Regions from separate parts of the Zea mays genome. Here region 2 is linked to region 1. A link is a contact called in public Hi-C data. All regions are on one chromosome and are shown on one strand. The core of a region is the stretch at or near the end of the contact, and the rest is flanking DNA. Distances in the headings are between cores, read along the strand shown.

What was found. A called contact is a pair of places that touch in the nucleus more often than the background predicts.
Region 2: a contact with region 1 is called in a Hi-C map of leaf, with 3 times the contacts expected there. The contact joins the promoter of LOC100126801 here to the promoter of LOC100281965 in region 1. A contact is called at or near these places in 2 of 25 Hi-C or Micro-C datasets (both in leaf).

The regions. Positions count from the first base shown.
Region 1 is chr5:223,898,869-223,903,918 of Zm-B73-REFERENCE-NAM-5.0, forward strand. It overlaps LOC100281965, which reads right to left and starts at 2,568. Exons shown (of 7, transcript NM_001368109.1): 1 at 2,334-2,568; 2 at 2,180-2,254; 3 at 1,767-1,855; 4 at 1,478-1,562; 5 at 908-989; 6 at 702-816; 7 at 186-442. The coding sequence starts at 2,513. The coding sequence ends at 728.
Region 2 is chr5:224,087,877-224,092,873 of Zm-B73-REFERENCE-NAM-5.0, forward strand. It overlaps LOC100126801, which reads left to right and starts at 2,852. Exons shown (of 39, transcript NM_001349815.1): 1 at 2,852-3,292; 2 at 3,936-4,064; 3 at 4,225-4,368; 4 at 4,494-4,639; 5 at 4,790-4,946. The coding sequence starts at 3,290.

The DNA.
Region 1 (5,050 bases), core at 1,318-3,817:
TCAGCATCGAAAACGGGTAAGTTCACCATAATTCGGTGATTTCCCGGCGAGAAATGAATCAGTGGTACTGACCCCCGATCCGTTTGAAACAAGTCCGGTACAGCCATTTGACATCATGCCAGAAAGACAGCAACAGATCTCAAGTTCTCAACAATGCGCAACAAAACTTGTAGAAATCACGAGGTGGAAAACTGCAATGTCATTAGCTCACAGAGTAACAAATCACAAGGGCAAGGTTACTGGGTTACAGAACCCATGGCTATGATTCAGATCCCAAGGTTGGGTTACAGGACCCATGGCTACGATTCATGTCTAGTTAAATTCAGCCAGGGTTTTAAAAACCCATGCTCAATGCAGCTGTAATGAAGTTGGGCGTCGCAGAATTGGGTAGTCCGCCCAAGGACCTGGTGTCACTGGTCCACAATTTGTATACCGCCACCACCTGTTTCATGAGAACAAAGAAATTTGTGATACATGAGTCATGAGTGAATGAGAACAAATGGCAAGGCAAGCGAGCATTCAATGGTTAATGACAACAAAGGCAGTCAAATTTCTACTGCAGTATAAAAGATCATAAGAAAACCACATGATGCAACAAATCATCAGCATTCTAGTACATGAAAAACATACTTTCCAGATAGAAGTACATGTATCCCACACAAGGGAAAGCTCAAATTAAGATAAGTTACTAACATGTTTACCATTTATCAGGAGGGCCACAGCACATCTATTCCACCTTTGCAACTTTCCTTTGCTCAATTTGACCGGTCAAATCACATTGCATCTCAGTCCAACTGATTGGAACCAATGTACCACCTGAGGAAACATGTGGGAAGCAACATTAACAAAATCTAGAATAACGATAGCAGTTCCATGTAAACAAATTGCATTTTGCACCCTTCCATACCAGCTATGCTTTGTGCTGAAACGACTCCAAGTTCATTTTTCGCAGTGGAAAGGTAATATGCCCTTGCATCACCAAGAGAAAGCTTTAACATTATTTAAGGATCCAAAGCCAGCCAAGAATATTAACTACTTCAAACAGGAAAAATATTCAGGGCCCATTCAGCATGGCTCCTCCAAACACGCCAGAGCATTTGAGACACTTTTTGCAGCTCTGCCTCCTCAGTCCTCACTCCCAAAAGGCTGTACCTCTACTGTTCACCCCAAGACGACTCCTCAAAATGTGTTGAGAAGCCCGTTTTGGGGTCAACAGTATAGAAAGCCGGAGCTATTTTGGGCTGAGCAGCCGGAGCCACAAAAGTGGCTCCTCAAGTGCTCCGGCTCCTCCGGAGGAGCACTTCAGGAGCCAAGCCAAACGGGCCCTCAAAGCAAGAGTTTAAAGATTTAAAAAGTTACGACAGCTTAAGAAGGTAGATGTGGATAACCTAAGGGCAAGTAAACCTAACCAAGGTTGATAACAAGAGAAGAAAACAGAGATTATTTGTACTGCATCATTTTCGTCAATTAAGGATACAACCATAGCTTTAACAATGTCCCCAGGACGATATGATTGGTACATATCCACCTTGTCAATTTCAGTTGCACGAACATCTTGCTGCCTGCAGGTAAAACAGAGGAAATTTATGAGAAACTTTCCCCTGATAGGTTCCCTAAGTCCCCAAGATGAACAAGAGCATGAATCCAAGTACAGAATTCAGCAAGCAACTAAAGCAAATGTAGTACAAGACATCAACTGGAAACAAATAAAAGATGGAACCAACACAAGGCAAAATAAAATCATGGGGAAGGCACCAGTGCACCACCTTATCATGCCAGTGAACTTTTCTCTGATAGCCTTTGAGTCAACACACATGATATCTGCAGAGGCCATTCTAGCCATAACCTTTGTTACCTGCAAAAGTGACAGCTTTCAGGAATCAGCGGTTTAGAAACTTCTGCTTTTTAAAAAAACATTGTGACTATGTTCGACGACTTCCTGCAGCAAAGATGCCTGAAAAATACGATGGTGTGCCCATTATTACCCTATAGACAACTACAAGAGTAATGGCTCTGACTTTCAGACACATGCATCGCCCCACCTCCAACCTGAACCAGGGGATGCGTGTGGTAATTGGAAATTTCAGAGCATGGCCAATTGCCATTGAGTGTTTTCACAAAAGCAAATGAATTGCAATTCTTGAAACCATATTATGCCCAGTATTTCTGAGCATCTTACTCGGGCGATGACGACGCTTCCCGGCTGCGGCACAGCTCCATGGGCCTTGTGCCCCACCACCTCCACCGTGGATCTCTGCAGCCCAAACGAACAAACCAACTCATCACACGCACAAAACAAAAGGAAATCAGAAACCCTACCAAGCCAACCCTACCTGGTCGTCGGAGCCAGGTGCGGGCGGCACGATGCGGCGGCGCCCGGTGACCGACGCGCGCACAGAGCGACCGTCGGCGTAGGCGCCACGTCCGGCCGCGAGGGTTAATGAGTTTCCGAGAAGCTCCCCTGGTGTGACCACGTCGTCGCCGCCGTCATGGTCCATCGCGGTGGCCGCCATTGGTATAGCTGGTGGCTGGGGTTTGGGGGCAACTGGGCAAGGCAAGGGAGGGTTTTCGCCGCCTTTCCTCCTCGCTCGACTACGTGGGCTTTCTAATGATGATACTAGTCGTCAATGGACCTGAGAGCAATGGGTTTACAGGCCCAAAATAACAGATTAGGCCCATTCTTTTTTTTCTTTTGGTTATTCGATGAAAAAATCATCGACATTCCTCGGGATGGCAACGGGTACATACCCGTCGGGTAGTACCATTTCATACTCATACCCATAAAAAAATTATACCCATTAGACTACCCATATATGCTCGTGGGTATAAAATCTTACTCATACTCGTACCCGCGCGGGTAATTTTACCTGTCAGGTAACCCCATATCCGTTAAAAAAATCTTAAATTTCAATATATCAATCACTCAAAATATTAAATAAACATAAAAAATAACTTCAACTTCGCACATAACAAATCATATGATTACATAACTTTGGTATCTAGACAAATGATGGCTAGAGAAGGGTTTTATTTTAGTTAAGATGGACTCTATTAGATGGTTATAGTGGTTGTTGGTCACTTATTCTCAAATGTTGTGAATCAAGAACAAAGCAACACAATTGTTAAGGATTAAGGACCTTCGACCTTCGAATCATTATCTCCTTTCGAGTATAATGATGTTCAGACGAAGATTATGAAGGACACACCTTCATCATTTATCAAAAAAAAAATCCATAGAAACAATATGTTATATATCTATCCACTTATTCATTTATGTGTCCAAACTGTAATGTATATATTCATGAACATTAACAAAACTTATATTACATTGATACCTTCGGCTTGATCGAAGGTGGTGATGCGAGGGCAGATACAATCCAACATGAACAGTAAGGGGATACTATTCACTTATTTATAGACATGGGACGCAGCCCGAGTAAAAATATATTTATAACCCTAACATGTACACATAATCGTAACATAAGTTATCAGAGCTTAACTAGTTTTTTCCTCATCGGTTCAGCATCATGTTTGACCTTCATCGCCGTCTTGACCCGAAGCTGTCGCCCTTCGGCTGAAAGCTTCAGCATTCGATATTGTTGCTTTCAGACAATATCTTTGTCTTAAGAGCCCTCGGCGGAGAAGAAGACCCTCAACATCGCTTACAAACGATGTCTTTGTCTTGAGGACCTTCGGCGGAGAAAAGACTCCAACATCGCTTACAAATGATGTCTTCGTCTTGAGGACCTTCGGCGGAGGAAAATACCTCCAATAGTGGTATTGATGTGGGTATATTTTATCTATGGATAGATGGGTATGAGTAGTACCAACTTGTACTCGTACTCGTCTACCCAACGGGTAGAGTTTTTTACCCATTAATATATCCGTGGGTAGAGAAATCATCTTATATCCACCTTCATATTAGATAAAATCCGTTGAATATTCGGGTTTCGCGTACACATTGCCATCTCTAGTCGGTATCCTCGCTATCAGTCTGAATTTCACCTCTCCACCGAAAAACAGAGACGCTTTATGCTCTCCTAGTCTCCCTCAATATGATTAAAATTGCTTATTTTCTACGCACTGTTATCCTAAATTTATAAGTTTTTTTAGCTTTTCTACGTACATTGATTTGCTATATATCTAGATACGGTATAGATTTAAATACATAATAAAAATTGTATATCTAGAAAACTTAAATGTCTTATAATTTAAGATGGAGAAAATACCTTCTAACGGTTAAATCATAACCCTCCTCCATTACATATAAAAAATCATTTCACTCCCTTGGACAATCAAAGGATCTCAAGTTTCACCAAAATTATTAAAAGAGTTGCAAAAAAACATGATATTAAATATATATATATAATTAATAAATAATAATTAGCATCATAAATATTATTATTTCATTATAAAAGTTTGATATAGATGTAGACTGCTTTTCTGTAAATATTTAATCAATAAAAATCTAATAAGATATGTACTCTGTATAATTTAAAAAATGGACCATGAATAAGTGTCCCGCATAGTAGAGTAGACCAAACCAAATGGGAAAAAACAGACAAACAGGCATAGACTGCTATATTGTTTTTGTCTGAAAAAATAGCAATACGGTCTAGTAATTACAAATATGCATGACGTAGGTATGAATCTCTATTATCGACTTTTTGTAAATCAGTCCATCAATCCACTCCTATATGAACTAGAATCTTATGAGCATGAGCATTGGATGTTCGCGTGTAATAGTTATATCACAATTTATGCAGGTATAACCTATGGCTATCTAACTTAGATATAGGCTTGAGGTGCTATTTTGTGTTAAAATTTTAATAATGGCATAAGTGGTATTTGATATAATTTAAAAGGATGCTCAGATTATATATCATGGTGGCTGAAAGGGTAATCTAAATGCAAATTTAGTGGACATTTTATACGCTTCATAATGGCATGTATGTATGGATGATTTTGATGCAGATTTAGGGCTACTTTAGGAACCTTAATTTCCCAAAGAATTTATATTTTCCATATGAAAATAAACTAATTTCTCATA
Region 2 (4,997 bases), core at 1,602-4,101, 190 kb after region 1:
CACGACATGCGCGTGAATGGTCCGCCGAAATCCGGCCCCTCGCCTTGCGGGGGCGCGGCTACCTTTTGCCGTTTGATTTTTTGGTTTCTTGGCTGTTACGCTTATCCTAACCGATCGCTACAAAATCTCAACTGATTGCGAGATTTTCGTGGGCGGATAAGCACGGGGGGTCGCGGACTCGACCCTATAAAAGGAGCCCGGCAGCCAGCCTCCAAATCATCCCCAGATCCCAGTTCGCTTTCGCCTCTCTTCATAGCTGAGCCGCCTTTTAGTTCTCTTCGTCCCGACCGCAGAGGTGCATCTGCGATCAGGAGAGCAGGTCTCCGGAACCCTTCGTCTTCTAGATCCTGCACCGGGAGAGGGCGAATAAGGTTTTTGGGAAGCGTCTTCACGCGACTGCTCGTGATCTTCTGACATCGTCGACTCAGCTGATCCTGGCGCGCGCCAACAATCAGTAAGTCTAATCAGTACGCATCATCTGATTTGGCTTTTATTTCAGTTCTTCTGATTTGGTCATGATTTATATTCGGAATTTAATTTGGAATTTGTCTAATTATTCAACAGTGTCAAGCTCTAGTTCCGCCCCTGCATACATACAATATCTAAAATCTATGTATGATAATCGTCTTCGTCCTCGTCTTCTGGTAGGGTCAGGAGGAGATTTCATCCACCCTAATAGAACTATCTGTTTTTATATAATCTCATTATTTATGAACCATATAAATTATTATTGTATTGATTAGATCTTTTTTCAAAGGGTAGTATTTCTTACTTCATCTGTATCAACTACTCTCTTCGTTTATTTTTATTTGTCGTGTTTTAGTTCAAAAATAAACTAGCCGACGACAAATATTCGATAACGGATGTAGTATTATTTACCCGAAGCAGATCCACTTTATTATCGTGAAATCAACGTTGATAATATAGATCACTAATTTGTTATCTACGAAATTGTGAATAAATTCATAACTATATTGTCCACAAAGTTTGTTCCCCTTTGTATATGTCAAACACTTAAAACGATAAAAAAATATGGATTATTACTGGCAAATCACTTGCGAGATGTGCAAGCTCCAAACAGAAAAGTTAGGCCTAGCCGCCTCCATGACGATGCCTGCATAACCAACATAATGGCAGTGGTTTAAGACAAAGATTGTATGATGTCCTACCGTAATAACTATTCAACTCTAGATTAAATACGTTGGGTACCCGAGAATAGAGTACCAAAGAAGGCCTGAAGGCCTTCCAAAACGGCTCGTGATTCGGACGGTCTACCTGTCAATCAGTTCGCGCGTGAAGGTCTAAAAGGCCTCCCGAAGATGGTCCGTCGAGCAACCCGATAAGGCGAGATTGCTGACTAGCCCGCCCGCCCGCCGAGCAACCCGCGGAATTGTCGACGAGGCTGTCCGCCGATCAACCCATCGAGACAGGGTTGCCGATCAACCTATCCGCCGAGGTAACCGAAATCAAGTGTAGTAGTAGCACATACAGTTATGATCAGAAGACCCACAAACATCCTATATCAAATCCACTGGTACAGTAGAGTACTTGATGAGTGACAGAGATTACATTATCGTTTTATGATTTTTAAAAACTGTTTTGTTGATCAAAGTTTGACTAATATATTTTAAAATTTTAAGCCAGAATACATCAAATCCCGCGCATGTTTTTGTTTCTCGGTCGGGAAGGTGATTCGTGATTGGTGACAATGAAACCAATGAAGCAAAGAATACTCAGTCTCCATTTCCATCTCAAATTCCAGTTCTACAGGGTACAACATGCTCGATCGGTGGAATGAAAGCAATTAAACAAGAAACTCTCTGCCGGGGAGGAAAAGACCGTCCTCCCGGTATTATATATTAAGAAGAGACCGAAACGATGGTTTCGGACGAGAAAATCCCCGAACCCTGGCCACCAATCATTAATGGACCGGCGTCAACTGTCCACTCTGCAATGTAGAGAACCCGTATCCCTTCCCAGAAGCACGACAGAGGAAACACACGAGACACGATGTAGGGTTGGGCCTTTGGCCTCTTTCTCTTCTTCCTTATCTTGAGGGGTACATGTTCCTTTATATAGAGACGTGAGACCCCTCAGGGGCAGAGTCGGTATTTGCCCACATAACCCTAACTATGGTTACTTAACAATCGTAACCCGAGAGCCGATGGGGCACAACGAGGTTTTTTTTAACTAAACCTGAAAATTCGCTCTCGAGGAGAATCGAACCCAAGACTTGGAGGTGCTACTTGGAAGTCCTTAACCACTAGGCTAGAGACCCTTTCGTTCAGGGCACACAACTGCAACGAGTATTCCGAGCTCGCTCGCTTGTTGGCTACCAAAAAAAATTGCGAGAAGAAATTAAAAAAATCAGGATAATTTGTTACCGTGAGTTTAACATTTAAGGCATCGATAAAATTTCGACCGCAAATAAAATAACTAGCAAAATTTTGGCCTGCCTAAGTTGTAGTAATTAAATTTTGGCTATAAACCAACCAGGCTCTCCATATCTCCCGGGGAGAGCCGAGTCGACGTGGGAGCCACCCACATTCTCATCTGCTGCCACCGACCACTCCCCCCTGTGAGATCCCGGAAATGCCCATCGCCGAATTGTCGCCGCTCCTCCAGGAATGAGCTGTGAGGGGCGGCAAGCGACGGACGGAATCACGAGGCGGCGCCGCGGCATCATCCACCGCCTCCAGTTAAGCACCACCGCTCACCGCCTCACCGACACAGCGGGGCCCACCGCCGAGAGCGCACGCCGCAAACAAAACAAAACAAAAAAAAAAACTCAGAACGAACGCGGTCTCTGTAGTAGTGGCCTACTGAATCCGGTTCCCGGACTGCGTTTTCCGTTTCCGGGCGGACCAATGAGCCTTTAGCACGTAGGACGCCGGCTGAAATGGGGGAAGGGGAGAAAGGGAAAACCCCAAAAGACCCGGGCGAAACGGCGCAGTAGCGAGGAAGTAAACGCGGCGGAGCGGAGGAAGCAAAAGGAGACGGGAGGAAAGAAGAAAAGAAAGCGTCTCCTTCGACGCAGCTGTGTTCCCTTCCCTTCTCCCCCTACCTCGTCTCCGCCCGAGTGGAAGGAAACCAAACCATCGTGGTCGTGGAGTGGAAGTGGAACAAACAAACGCACGGGCGCGCGCCCCCTCCCTCCTCCATCTTGCGCATCGCCGCTACCTCGGAGGCGTGAAGCCTCTCCTCCACTCTCCGGCGCAGCAGCCGTCGCCGCCTCCGTCCCCTGCCGCGGGCCGCCGAGATCCGCCCGGGCTTGGGCTGTTCTGCTGTGATGGTAAGGACGCCCGCCCTTCGCTCGCTCGGATCCCCTGCCTTTCTGCTCTGCCTTCATCCAGGTCGCCGCGCCTCGGAATCTCTGCCCCCTCATCCTCGCCGTCCCGGCTAGCTGCGGATTTGCTCCTGCTCGATCCAGGCGCTGGCTCCGAGGAGGGAGCGTGAGATCCGGGAGTAGCTTGCGGCGTCCGTGCACGTGCACGCGCACGCGCACATTGTCTCAGCGCGCCTGTTTACCCTAAGACCGGCAGCTCGCTGACGGCGGGACGGTTTATCCCCTCTTCCCAATAATAACCTGGAACGCTAATGGAGGCCCATCTCCCCCGCTCCAAGCGTTGTAATGGAGATCTGGACGGCGACTGAGAAATGACGGTGCCATTTCCGACGAACTCTAGTGCCACGGCCGTTGACTCGTGCTTTGCTATGTTGCTGATCGTCGTGCCCAGGGCACTGCTCTACCTCACGCCACCTAATGGGCGGTGGACTCAACCTAGTGCATAGAGCTTCCTTATTTAGCCGCAATGCGGCCATTCGCATGCACCAGGCTGCCAGGCCTTGGCATTTTATATTCTGTATTCCATCTCACTCACATCGGAGGTAGAGGTGTGCGGCGATCCTTTAATGTCAAGCTGTGTTTCCTGCAGGCGGCGCAAGCTTCCATTGCGGCGGGATCCCAAGTTTGGGTCGAGGACCCCGGTGTCGCTTGGATCGACGGGGAGGTTGTAAAAGTCAATGGAGACACGGTTACGGTCAGATGTTCCAATGATAAGACGGTATGTTGGCAAGTTTCGGCACTGCTAGGCTTGTATATAAAAGGCAAACGGTTAAGAAGGGCCGCACCTATGCTGAGGCACACCTTCTATAATTGGCAAGGCACTTAACAGTTATGGATGACATGCACACTTGAGTTTTGAAACCTGGCCCTTTGTTTAGGTTACGGTGAAAGCGTCTAATGTTCATGCTAAGGATCCCGAGGAAGCGCCATGCGGAGTCGATGACATGACAAAGCTTGCCTATCTGCACGAACCCGGGGTTCTTCAGAATCTGAAAGCTAGATATGACATGAATGAAATTTATGTAAGTTATTAGGATAACCGGTATAGCCTAACCATATGTCCTATATATTCTCCACAGCTTCTTGCTAACTGAGCTGGCCATGCTTTTCTGACATGTGTTTGCTAACTTATTCATTATTAAACCAGACATATACTGGGAATATTTTGATTGCTGTAAATCCCTTCCGAAGACTGCCCCATCTGTATGATACTCAGATGATGCAGCAATATAAAGGGGCAGAATTTGGTGAATTAAGCCCTCATCCTTTTGCCGTTGCGGATGTTGCATATAGGTAGGTTCGTTGTGGTATATGTTCATAGTTTCTATATAGCTTAACAAGTACTCTCCATAGAAGAAATTCAGTGCCATTATCTCCATTTTTACCTTTTGAGTTCAACTGAGAGGAGAATGTCTTTGTTCTTTGATTACTTTACTGTTGCAGATTGATGCGCAATGAAGGTATAAGCCAGTCGATTCTTGTTAGTGGAGAAAGTGGTGCTGGTAAAACGGAAAGCACCAAGATGATCATGCGATATCTTGCTTACATGGGTGGGAAGGCTGCTTCCGAAGGGCGAACTGTGGAGAAGCAAGTCCTTCAGGTCATAATTTCATAGACTCCTAGTTCCAAAAAAGTATTCCCATGACCATTA